Linked DNA regions of Mus musculus: region 1 is linked to region 2. The links are chromatin contacts, called in public Hi-C maps. All regions are on one chromosome and are shown on one strand. The core of a region is the stretch at or near the end of the contact, and the rest is flanking DNA. Distances in the headings are between cores, read along the strand shown.

Region 1 (4,881 bases), core at 760-3,259, 380 kb before region 2:
GTCCGGCTGGCTGAGACTACGAGCATGGGTGAAAGGACCACTTAGGACATAATAATGCACATAGTCTCTTGGTGAGAGAGAAGGACAACAGATGCTGTGGACTTAAAACCTGAATCCTTAAGTACCAAGGTTGGGGGAAGCAGCTCTAGAAGCCTCACTGGCATGACTTGTGTGAGAGGAAACCACATGTACACGCAGAGGAGGAATTCCTAAGGTTGGCGCTCCAGGTGCAGCTGGCATAGTTCTCTCAGAGGTGGCACACACCGCCGGTGTGGGGTGGAAAACTTAGTGAGAATAATTGAAGCTGAGATCAGTGATAAAACTGTTCTTTCACAGCTTTTGACAAGTTAAGAATCCATCTCACCAAAAGATAAAGGAGGAAGGAAAAAGAGTGACTTTCCTCTGGTTCTGTGTGGATAATTGGGAGCCAGAGCCCAGTTGCCTTAGATCAGATGACCCCCTTCCTCTCCACGACACTGGCTTGCTTGACTACACTGGAGTTATGTTGTTCCCACACTTGGTATGTGTGCTTTCTCTTGCATCACTTTTCCATCTTCAAGTTAATAAGTCTGTACAGTGATGAGCCCCTACCTGGCCTCAGTGAGAAGGGGATTTTTTTTTTTGTATGTGTGTGGAAAAGTGACCCTTAATGGAAGCATGCCGGAACTGTTTGTAGCTGATGTGATCACTGACGGTTGGTGTTAAGTCCGCCATATTAACGTTCGTTTTCCATGTGTCCCACTTCCTCCTTGACTCAGATTTGTCTTACGCCCTCTTCTTTTAAATACAAGGTTTTGCATTATGTATTTTTAAAGCCTATATTTTATTGATGTTTGATTGTCTCCTTTTTGCTCTCCATTCTGTTTCACTCTTCTGTATTTCCATCTGAGATTATCTTTTCTGTCTGGAGCATTCTTTTTGAAACGGAGTCAGGTGGGGTTGTAGAGACAGCTCCGTGGTTATAAGTACACAGGGTTCTTGCCCAGGACTGTAGTTTTTATATTAGGCAGCTCACAGGCACCATAACTCTAGCTCCAGGGGGACCCAGTGCCTCAGGCCCCCTGCTGCTCACACTTAGGTGGACATACCCATACACAGACATGTAATTAAACGTGAAAACAAATCTAAGATGAGTTTAAAGATAGATGAGTTCACATCATGCAAAAATCAGCATTTTTGACAGAAGACAGCTATGACATCACTACCTTGTATCCTCTTACAGGATCATTGTCATATGTGGTCTGTCCTTGACTTTAAAAACTTCATTATATGACACAGTGCTTCTTTTAATGCCAGACCTGCCTTCGCTATGTTCTCTTGGTTTTTGTTTTTCTAAATATTTTGCTTTTATTTTTCCTAACACCTTTGTTGGGATACAATGTATTAACAGCAGGAATCAAACACTAAAAATGCACAGTTCAGTGTTGCCTTTATTTTTGAAGTGTACTGCTGAATATGCAGTCCTAGGTTTGCCACTTTTAAAATACTGTTACATTCCTTAAAATCTGTGGCAAAGTCAGTTCTAAGTCTTATTTCAAAGAGAAAGTATCTTTCTTTTCTCTAGCTAGATGGGAGGGAGAAAGTTGAGACATGTTACAAATTATCTCCCCATTTTTTCCATCCTCTTCCCCTGTGGTTAAACCTATTTTTACCAACCTGTCTTCTAGTTCACTGGGTCTCTCTTCTCCTATGTCTATTGAACTTGAAATTTAATTTTCTATATTATGTCAAGGTCTAAAATACTCGTTGATTCTTCCATATACCCAAGTCCCTAGTGAATTCCCATTCTTCCTTTTTTTATATTCTTGAACATATTTATTAAAATTATCTCAGCTCTCAGAAAAGAAGAGATCAGATTGAATTACCTCATATTGGTTGTTTCTGTTGTCCACATTTTCTCTTAGGTTTCAGTCGCTTCCTCTTGTTTTTTGGCTTGCCTCGTGAGCTGATCAAGCATCTTACATTGTGGTTTTAAGATCACAGAAGCTCTGGGTTATATGATCTCTATGAGCGCTACATTTTCTTCTGGCTGTTACATGAAATGTAGGCAGAGCATCATGACTGCATCAGGGGTTGGAGTTTGGGTGAATTGGGGCTTACATACTAAACGTAGCTGTTACTCCTAGCAATTGGCTGCTATGGGTTTCAATTGGCCCAACTGAAAATCTGGGGTATTTATCGGGGCCACTTTACCATAATGATCCTGAATTCGCACATTTGTCTGCTCAGCACCAAGAGCTGCCAAGACCTCTGGCCAATTCTTTCAGCTTCCAGTTAGCTTAGGCCTCCATGTGTACACATACACACACTCCACACCACACATACACTACACATACCACACACACACACACACACACACCACACCACACCACACCACACCACACATACAGTACACATACCACACACGAACACACATAAACCCCCCCTCCCCCCCCCCCTACACACACACACCACTGTTTTAAAACAAGGAAAAAAAGTAATGAAACCCATAGGAACAAATTTATGGAGAGCAAAGAAATCTCTGGAAGGAATTCATTTTTTGTGAGACCTGATCATCAGTACTCTAAGGCTTCTTATTTTAACTTCAGTTTTTGAAAAACATTTCACAGGTGACTAAGCCCTCATTAAATGTATCAAGATGCTTAAAAGTGGTTTGGTGTTCTCAAGTCAGTCTTCCAGAATAGCTTAAATGTCAGCGTTATCAAGAAAAAAAAATGCATGCTGGGTGCATACCACTATTAAACACTTCAGTCACCTGAAGTGTTTCACTGTTTTTTCTTATTCTTTCTTCCTTCAAAAACTGCATTCACTCTGGAGTGTCTGCACGTTTAATCTCAGCACCTGGGAGGTGGAGGCAGGAGGATCGTGAGACCAGTTTCCTCATTGCAGGGGCTGGAGAGATAGCTAAGCAGTTCAGAGCACTTGTTCTTACAGAGGAGCCAATTCTTAGAATCTACATAGCAGCTCACAACCATCTGTAAAACCTAGTACCAGGGAGTCCAATCCTCTCTGACTTCTGAGGGTACCTGGCACACACATGATCCATAGACAAATATGTTATCAAAATACTCATAAGCATAAAATAAATAAATCTTATTATTAGGAATGCTAAAGAATGATTTTCTCATCCACTTAAGTGAGTTTGAGACCAGCTTGAGTTAAATGAGACCCCGTTGAAAGAAAAGGAAAGGAGAGGAAGCGGGGGGAAAAAAGGAAAAATCTAAAAAAGAATTATCTTTCTTCTCCAAACACAGGGTCAAAAGGTAATTGTTGTATTGCTGGGGCTTGAACTCTGGGCCTTTGTGCACGCCAGGTAAGGAAGGATTCTACACAGCCACCTAATAGTTTGTACTACTGATTATAGTTCGTTTTCACGTGGTAAAAGCCAGTCAAAAAAAGTAGAATTTCATTATATGTGGTAGTTCTAAAAACTCTTAAGATGCATTTCAAGGGCCGAGCAGTAGCCCTGAGCACCCGAGGCTTGGTGTTTGGAAAGGTGGCTCTCAAAGCACAAATGCCCGCACACTGCGTAATGCCATTTAGAGTAAAGATGCAGAATCTAGATCCACAGATGTTGGAAGGTCTGTGATTCCCACAGACCACTGGGAGTGGGAAATGGGGGTGACCACTTAGACTGTTGAATGAGGGAACAGGGCATGGGGTGATGAGGTGGTCTGGGACTAGGTAGCTGTAATAGTTTACGGTGTTGTGCATACTCTAAAACATCTGAGTGGCACATTTGAAATGATTGCTTTGGGGGGAGATGTGCTGTCCAGAGTGGCCTCTTAACACCTGAGCCTCGGGGAGCCTTCCCCTGCCACTTCCCAAATAACTGAAAACCGGAGGAGTCTGACCTTCATTTTAATTTTTAAAACTCTGCAAAACGACAACAAAACCTCTAGAAAAAATACAGTCACTTGAGAAATGGCCCAAACAAGAACACCTGACTGAAGAATGTCACCCAGCCCTCATTAACATGATATAACCACATTTGGGGACAAAATAGTCTCTTATAGATGACACCAGTATTCTAGCTGGAGGGAAGGGGCCCATGTTTTCCCAGTACCTAACAGACCAGAGTGTTGTGTGTTGCTGTTGACACATCCAGCTTCCTGCTCTCGTGGTTAATCCGGAGAGCTAGTTGCCCTAATGAGAGCACTGGATTCCCCTTTCAGCTCTGTCCCTGTTTGGTGTGGGCTTCCTGGACTCTAGATCCTGTGTTTTCTGATGCTCTCAAAGGCATGTTCAGCTGCACCAGCTAACTGAACTGTTACATACTCACAAAGCCATTCGAAGCACTGACCTTTCAAGCAATCAAAATACTTTTAAAAGTTGCAGAAATATCTTTCTTATCTCTCATAACTCCAACATTTACCAGTTTTTAAAAACAGTGCTAGAGGTGAGAACACAAACCCGGGTCTTTGTGTTTGAGACAAGATCCACACCTCCAGCCCCCAAATGTCTTTAGCTTGGTTAATTTATATTCATAACACCTAAAAAAGTTTATCAGTGTAACACTGAACTCAAAGATCTTTTTATCCCCTGATTGAGACGTCACATGATATAACATTAGTTTCTGGAGGAGGCAATGATAAACTGTTTTGGAGAGAACAAAATAGGTTTTAAATTTTTCAGAGTGCTTTTAATAGCAAATATAAATAGATTTTTTTCAAACTGTAGATTGTTTTTTCATAAGATATTAATGTGAATATATTACCATATAATAAAATTAGAACTAAATTTTTGAGTGGCAAACTTTTTGAAAATTATTTGTACTGATAATTATTGAAATGTTTTCCTTAATAAATTTGGAATAAAATACACCCACATGTAAGAACATGAATAAGTATCATATTGCATCATAGTCTAGTTCTTTATCTT
Region 2 (4,743 bases), core at 1,074-3,573:
TGGGTTTTCACAGTATGATGTATGGTGTTCTATAACAACTGAAAACATAATGGGTAACACCAGAGGCAGTAAATAAATACGAGCTCATTAATTCATAGCAAAATGTCAATTCATAGAACATGATAGCATGCTTTAAAAATGACATTAGCCAGCAGCTTAAGAATGAGAAGGTGGAAATTAATTTTATTTTAATGTTTAATATACTTTTGACTACTCAAAACTATATGAAAGATTAATATACTTTAATGTGTGTGTTGGCATTTATTAAGCCACTGATTTGGAAGCAAAATAAGCGATGTATATGTTTAAAGCATTAAAGATTCAGTAGTGATAATTAACTGGAAGGTCATGGAGGAAGCCATGATCAGCATCTTCTGTAGAATCCCCCACAGATTATGCAGACATATGCTGTAGGGATGGCAGAAGCTGGAATCGGCGGCTTGGTGTTCTTGAGAGACATTGAAAACCTGCTCCCATGAATCAGTTAACTAAACATCTGAGGCTTGTGAACAAGCACCGGGCAGGCTTCCATCTTCCATGCCGCCTTTTAATCTACCAAGGAAAGATCTGGTTCTTCCGGCCCAAGCCACTCAAGCTGCGTGATGAAGGTCCGATGACGTCAGCATCAATAATGAGGCAGAGGATTGCTTTTATGCTGGAATAACAGTCACTATCACATGATTTTTCACTGCTGAGGTCTTTGACTTTGAAAGTCCTGATTTGAGATCTGGCTTCTTACCTTTTAAAAAGAACATATGAATCAAGAGCTGGAGAGGTGGCTCAGAGGTTAAGAGTGAAGGACCTGTGTTCCGGTCCCAGTACCCACGTCAGCTGGCTGGCAAACACCTGTAACTCTGCTCCAAGGGACTTGGTACCTCTGGCTTCGGCTGACACCTGCATTCACATGCACCCCCCCCCACACACACACACAAAGGGCTGCAAATTTGGGGATCCTAACACCTGCCTGGATTCAATAATTTGCTAGAAAATCTTGCAGGATTCAGAAAGTGGCCTCTGTAGTTGGCTGGCTGTGTCCTAGGTATTACAAGTAGTCTGGATGGATTCAAAGAATACCAAAGGATGTGTGTAGGTTATGTGGAAATGGCATATACATCCTAAGTGGGACTTCCATTGTTTTTTATATCCATGGAGAGTCTGGAGCCAATCTCTCATGCATATTCATGACTGTGTCTACTCTTACAGTCTTATTACAAATGTTAGACGTCAGGATCAGCCAAATGAGAAGACTCAGAGGGTGAGTTTTGTCAGGGTCCCTAACATGGAGCTTGTGTGCCCCCTTCCTGTGGAATTGAGATGTACCATTCCTGCCGCAGCAGCTTCTGCCTGCTTAGGAAGCTCAGTCAGCCGTATTCTGGAAGTTTCTTGGCTTATTGTTCATTTGGTTTTTTCATTACTCAGACATGATGGGAGTCAGTCTCCAGTAACCTCTTCAGTGCAAGCCCATAGCTGGTCTTCCTGGAATGGCCTCCTTCCCCCTCCCAGGATGTTGTTAGCTTAAACTTAGCTACGATCAAGGCCTACCTATTCTCCCATCTTATTACTTGGGAATTTGAAGGGTTTAATGTTTCTTCCCCCTAGGGGCAACAAATATTTATTTATTCATTCATTCATTCATTTATTATTTTTGTTTTTATTATTTATTATTTTTAAGGTATGTGTATGAATATTCTGCCTGCATACATACAGGCGTGCCCAGAGAGACTAGAAGAGGATGTTGGACTCCCTGAAACTTGAATTACAGATGGTTGTGAGCTGCCATGTACATGCTGGGAATTGAATTCCTGTCCTCTGGAAGAGCAGCCAGTGCTCTTAACCACTGAGCCATCTCTCAAGCCCCTACACTCTCTGTTATACAGCGTCAGGAGTATCTAGGCCCTCCTCCCGGCTATTCTTCCAGGCTTTTACAGCCCCTCTCGTGTCACCTCAGCCACAGTCTGCCCTGAGGACCCTTGAGCACACTTGAAATTTTGCACACACCATTTCCTCATTTGTCTTTTTCATTTACCTATTTAGTAAATGCCTCACAATTTAAGACCCAGTTAAATGGCTCTTCCTCTGTAGAGTCTTCCAGAGGGGTGGTCCGTTTCTACCTCTCCCGTGCTGCTTTTAAACTGTTGTTTATTCATAGATGTCATAGAAACACTATAGGTCATCGCAGTTTTGGACTAAGCTTCTGCATTGCCCCCCAGAGGACTAAACCAAGAATCAAAATGGAGTCATGTGTGCTAAAACACTGTACCATCAAACTCAAGTGTGCCTCTGAAGACTTAGTCAGGAGGAGATCAGATTTCCAGTTTCAATTCATGCGACCACAACACTTGCGCTGTTTTGATCTTTACCAACAAAGGAATCTGAAACTAACCTGATGTGGAGCAGACAGTGGCTTCTGTCTTTCTGATACTCTGAAGTTGTTGGTCTTAATTTCTGCTTCTTTCCATAGTTTTCTGTTTGCAAAACCAGGTGCCTCTCTTGGCGCACTGGAATGCCCACTTCATTTTCTAAGGTGAAATGTTACCTGATTCCACAATTGCAAATGAGGTGTTCAATAGAAATGTATCACGAGTTTGTCTTCTGACGAGGACCATCTTTGCACTTCACTCTTCAGGCCAGGACTTCCTGTGGAGAAGCCTCTGCGTGCTATTGGCTGTAGTCAGAACCTTTGTGGAATGTATATGCAGAGTGCTATTGGCTGCAGTCAGAACCTTTCTGGAATGTATATACAGAGCCTCAGGTTTATTACTTGAAATTGTTTGTCTTTGAGGAAGTCTCATCTTACTGTCCTTGGTTGTGCATTTTATCACTTAGGGCACCAGGGAAGCAACCATCCATCACTTCAGCGTTACAAGTACTCCCCAGAATACTGGTGGGCAAGTTATCACTTGAGATCTTATGCCTGTTGGGACCACTGAACACTTTAGAGAAATCTTAGATAACAAAGGTGAGATGATACAAGAAGTGGATTCTGCTAAATATCTAGCCAGAGGGAACTGGGTAAGTGGATCATGGGCCTATCCTTTGAATGAAGTATAATGGTTTCTCTACTACATGTTTATGAGGTTCCTCAGTGAGGAACTGAGATGCTCCAAACATTAAGAGGAAAAATAGTCACGGGTATAATTATAAAAATACACATTGGGGCTGGAGAGATGGCTCAGCAGTTGAGAACACTTGCTGCTCTTACAGAGGACCCAGGTTGGGTTCTTTCTGTGTATTTCTGAGGGGCTTCTCAAAACCTTTTTCATTTTAGACAGAATGTAGACTGTGTGAATCTTAAATTATGCATTTATTTATAGATTTAACCAAAGAATGATCTTAGGAATTGTATCTGACCACTAAAACCTAACATCTTTCCTGGGCTGGAGAGATGGCTCAGTGGTTAAGAACACTAGCTGATTTTGTAGATGTCTAGTGTCTAGATCAGGCTATTCAAATCCAGGAGATTTGATGCCTCCTTCTGGCCTCCATGGGCAACTGTACACATGTGGTACACATATAAACGAGCAGGTCAGACACATCTGTATAAAATAGAATAAATCTGAATAAAAAAAAAAAACCCACAACTTTTCAATCTTAGACCCACCCCCCACCAAACACACACACACACACACACACACACACACTGCTTCCAAAGAAAACAAATTAGGTAAGAAGCAAAATCTCCTCCACCCCCAACCTGCCCCCACTCCCCTCCACCCCCAACCTGCCCCCACTCCCCTCCACCCCCAACCTGCCCCCACTCCCCTCCACCCCCAACCTGCCCCCACTCCCCTCCACCCCTAACCTGCCCCCACTCCCCTCCACCCTCAACCTGCCCCCACTCCCCTCCACATGCTGAAACAGATCCAGACCTTTATTTTCTTGCTGTTAGCTCTGGTTTCCCAAGGGCATATTTTTGTTTTCTTCATAGGGACCAACAAAAAATTCCTTAGGATGGAGTGGGCAGATAGACCTGTTCCTCCAGTTTCCCTGAGTTAGTGTGGATTCTTTTTTGCAGAAAGATGAAAGGGAGTCTGATTTTGGCCTAGCCTGAGTAGACCAGCTTAGAGGTCATCATTCCAACTGACCGGGAACAGGACCAGATTCTGGGACCATGACCCAGCATGTGGAAATTTACTCACTTGTTCTGTTTCTAAGACCCTTGGGTTGCAGTGATAGAAAGTGAACTTGAATTTGATTCCCCAAATGGGAAAAATAAGTATATTCGGTGGTTTTCTATAGCAAACACACAGAAGTGAGGCTGGGTTCCAGGGGCATCAAGAAGTAGCAGTTCAAAACCACTGGGGTCTTCTTCAACTCGAACCTGGCCTTTCCTTTTTTTTCTCTGCTTGGCTGAGTTTCCTCATCTTCTGGGCCATTGTACTCTGCACGCACACTGGGTGGCTACTAGTGTTGTGATCGTCTCCCAGCTCCAGAAAGACCACACCAGGCCAAACAGTTCCACGTGAGGTTTATTGAGAGAGAGAAGGGCAAAGTGGCAGTGGAAAGAGAAGGGGGGGGGAGGGAAGGAGAGAGAGAGAGATCGAGAGATCAGAGGGGCCTTTCTCTATATATGCATGGTGACATAGTCACAGGTAAAGGTGGGAGGTGAGCCAAGTGGATTCTGTGAATATGGTGGCTGCTGCCTTGGCAACAGGTATGGGGGTCTCGCTGTCACCTATGTGATGTCATGGGTTTCAGAGGTCTTGATAACAATAACTACCGCACTTCTTCCCTTAGCCATAT

Evidence for each region. A called contact is a pair of places that touch in the nucleus more often than the background predicts.
Region 1: a contact with region 2 is called in a Hi-C map of CD4 T cells, with 3 times the contacts expected there. The contact joins two enhancer-like sites. A contact is called at or near these places in 12 of 39 promoter capture datasets (the 3T3-L1 cell line, the C10 cell line, the HPC-7 cell line and 7 more), 2 of 484 Hi-C or Micro-C datasets (CD4 T cells and bone marrow-derived macrophages), 15 of 115 datasets of contacts at active chromatin or transcription factors (the 230-238 cell line, the SCID.adh cell line, T-cell acute lymphoblastic leukemia and 8 more) and 3 of 9 other capture datasets (adipose tissue, embryonic stem cells and liver).

Annotation. Positions count from the first base shown.
Region 1 is chr12:100,541,474-100,546,354 of GRCm38.p6, reverse strand. No RefSeq gene overlaps it. Among named protein-coding and RNA genes, the nearest start is that of Ttc7b, 23 kb to the right of the region's middle. Within about 2 kb of position 2,009, at least 9 of the 459 cell types and tissues checked have an H3K27ac peak or open chromatin away from gene starts, as enhancers often do.
Region 2 is chr12:100,162,906-100,167,648 of GRCm38.p6, reverse strand. No RefSeq gene overlaps it. Among named protein-coding and RNA genes, the nearest start is that of Nrde2, 5.6 kb to the right of the region's middle. Within about 2 kb of position 2,323, at least 40 of the 459 cell types and tissues checked have an H3K27ac peak or open chromatin away from gene starts, as enhancers often do.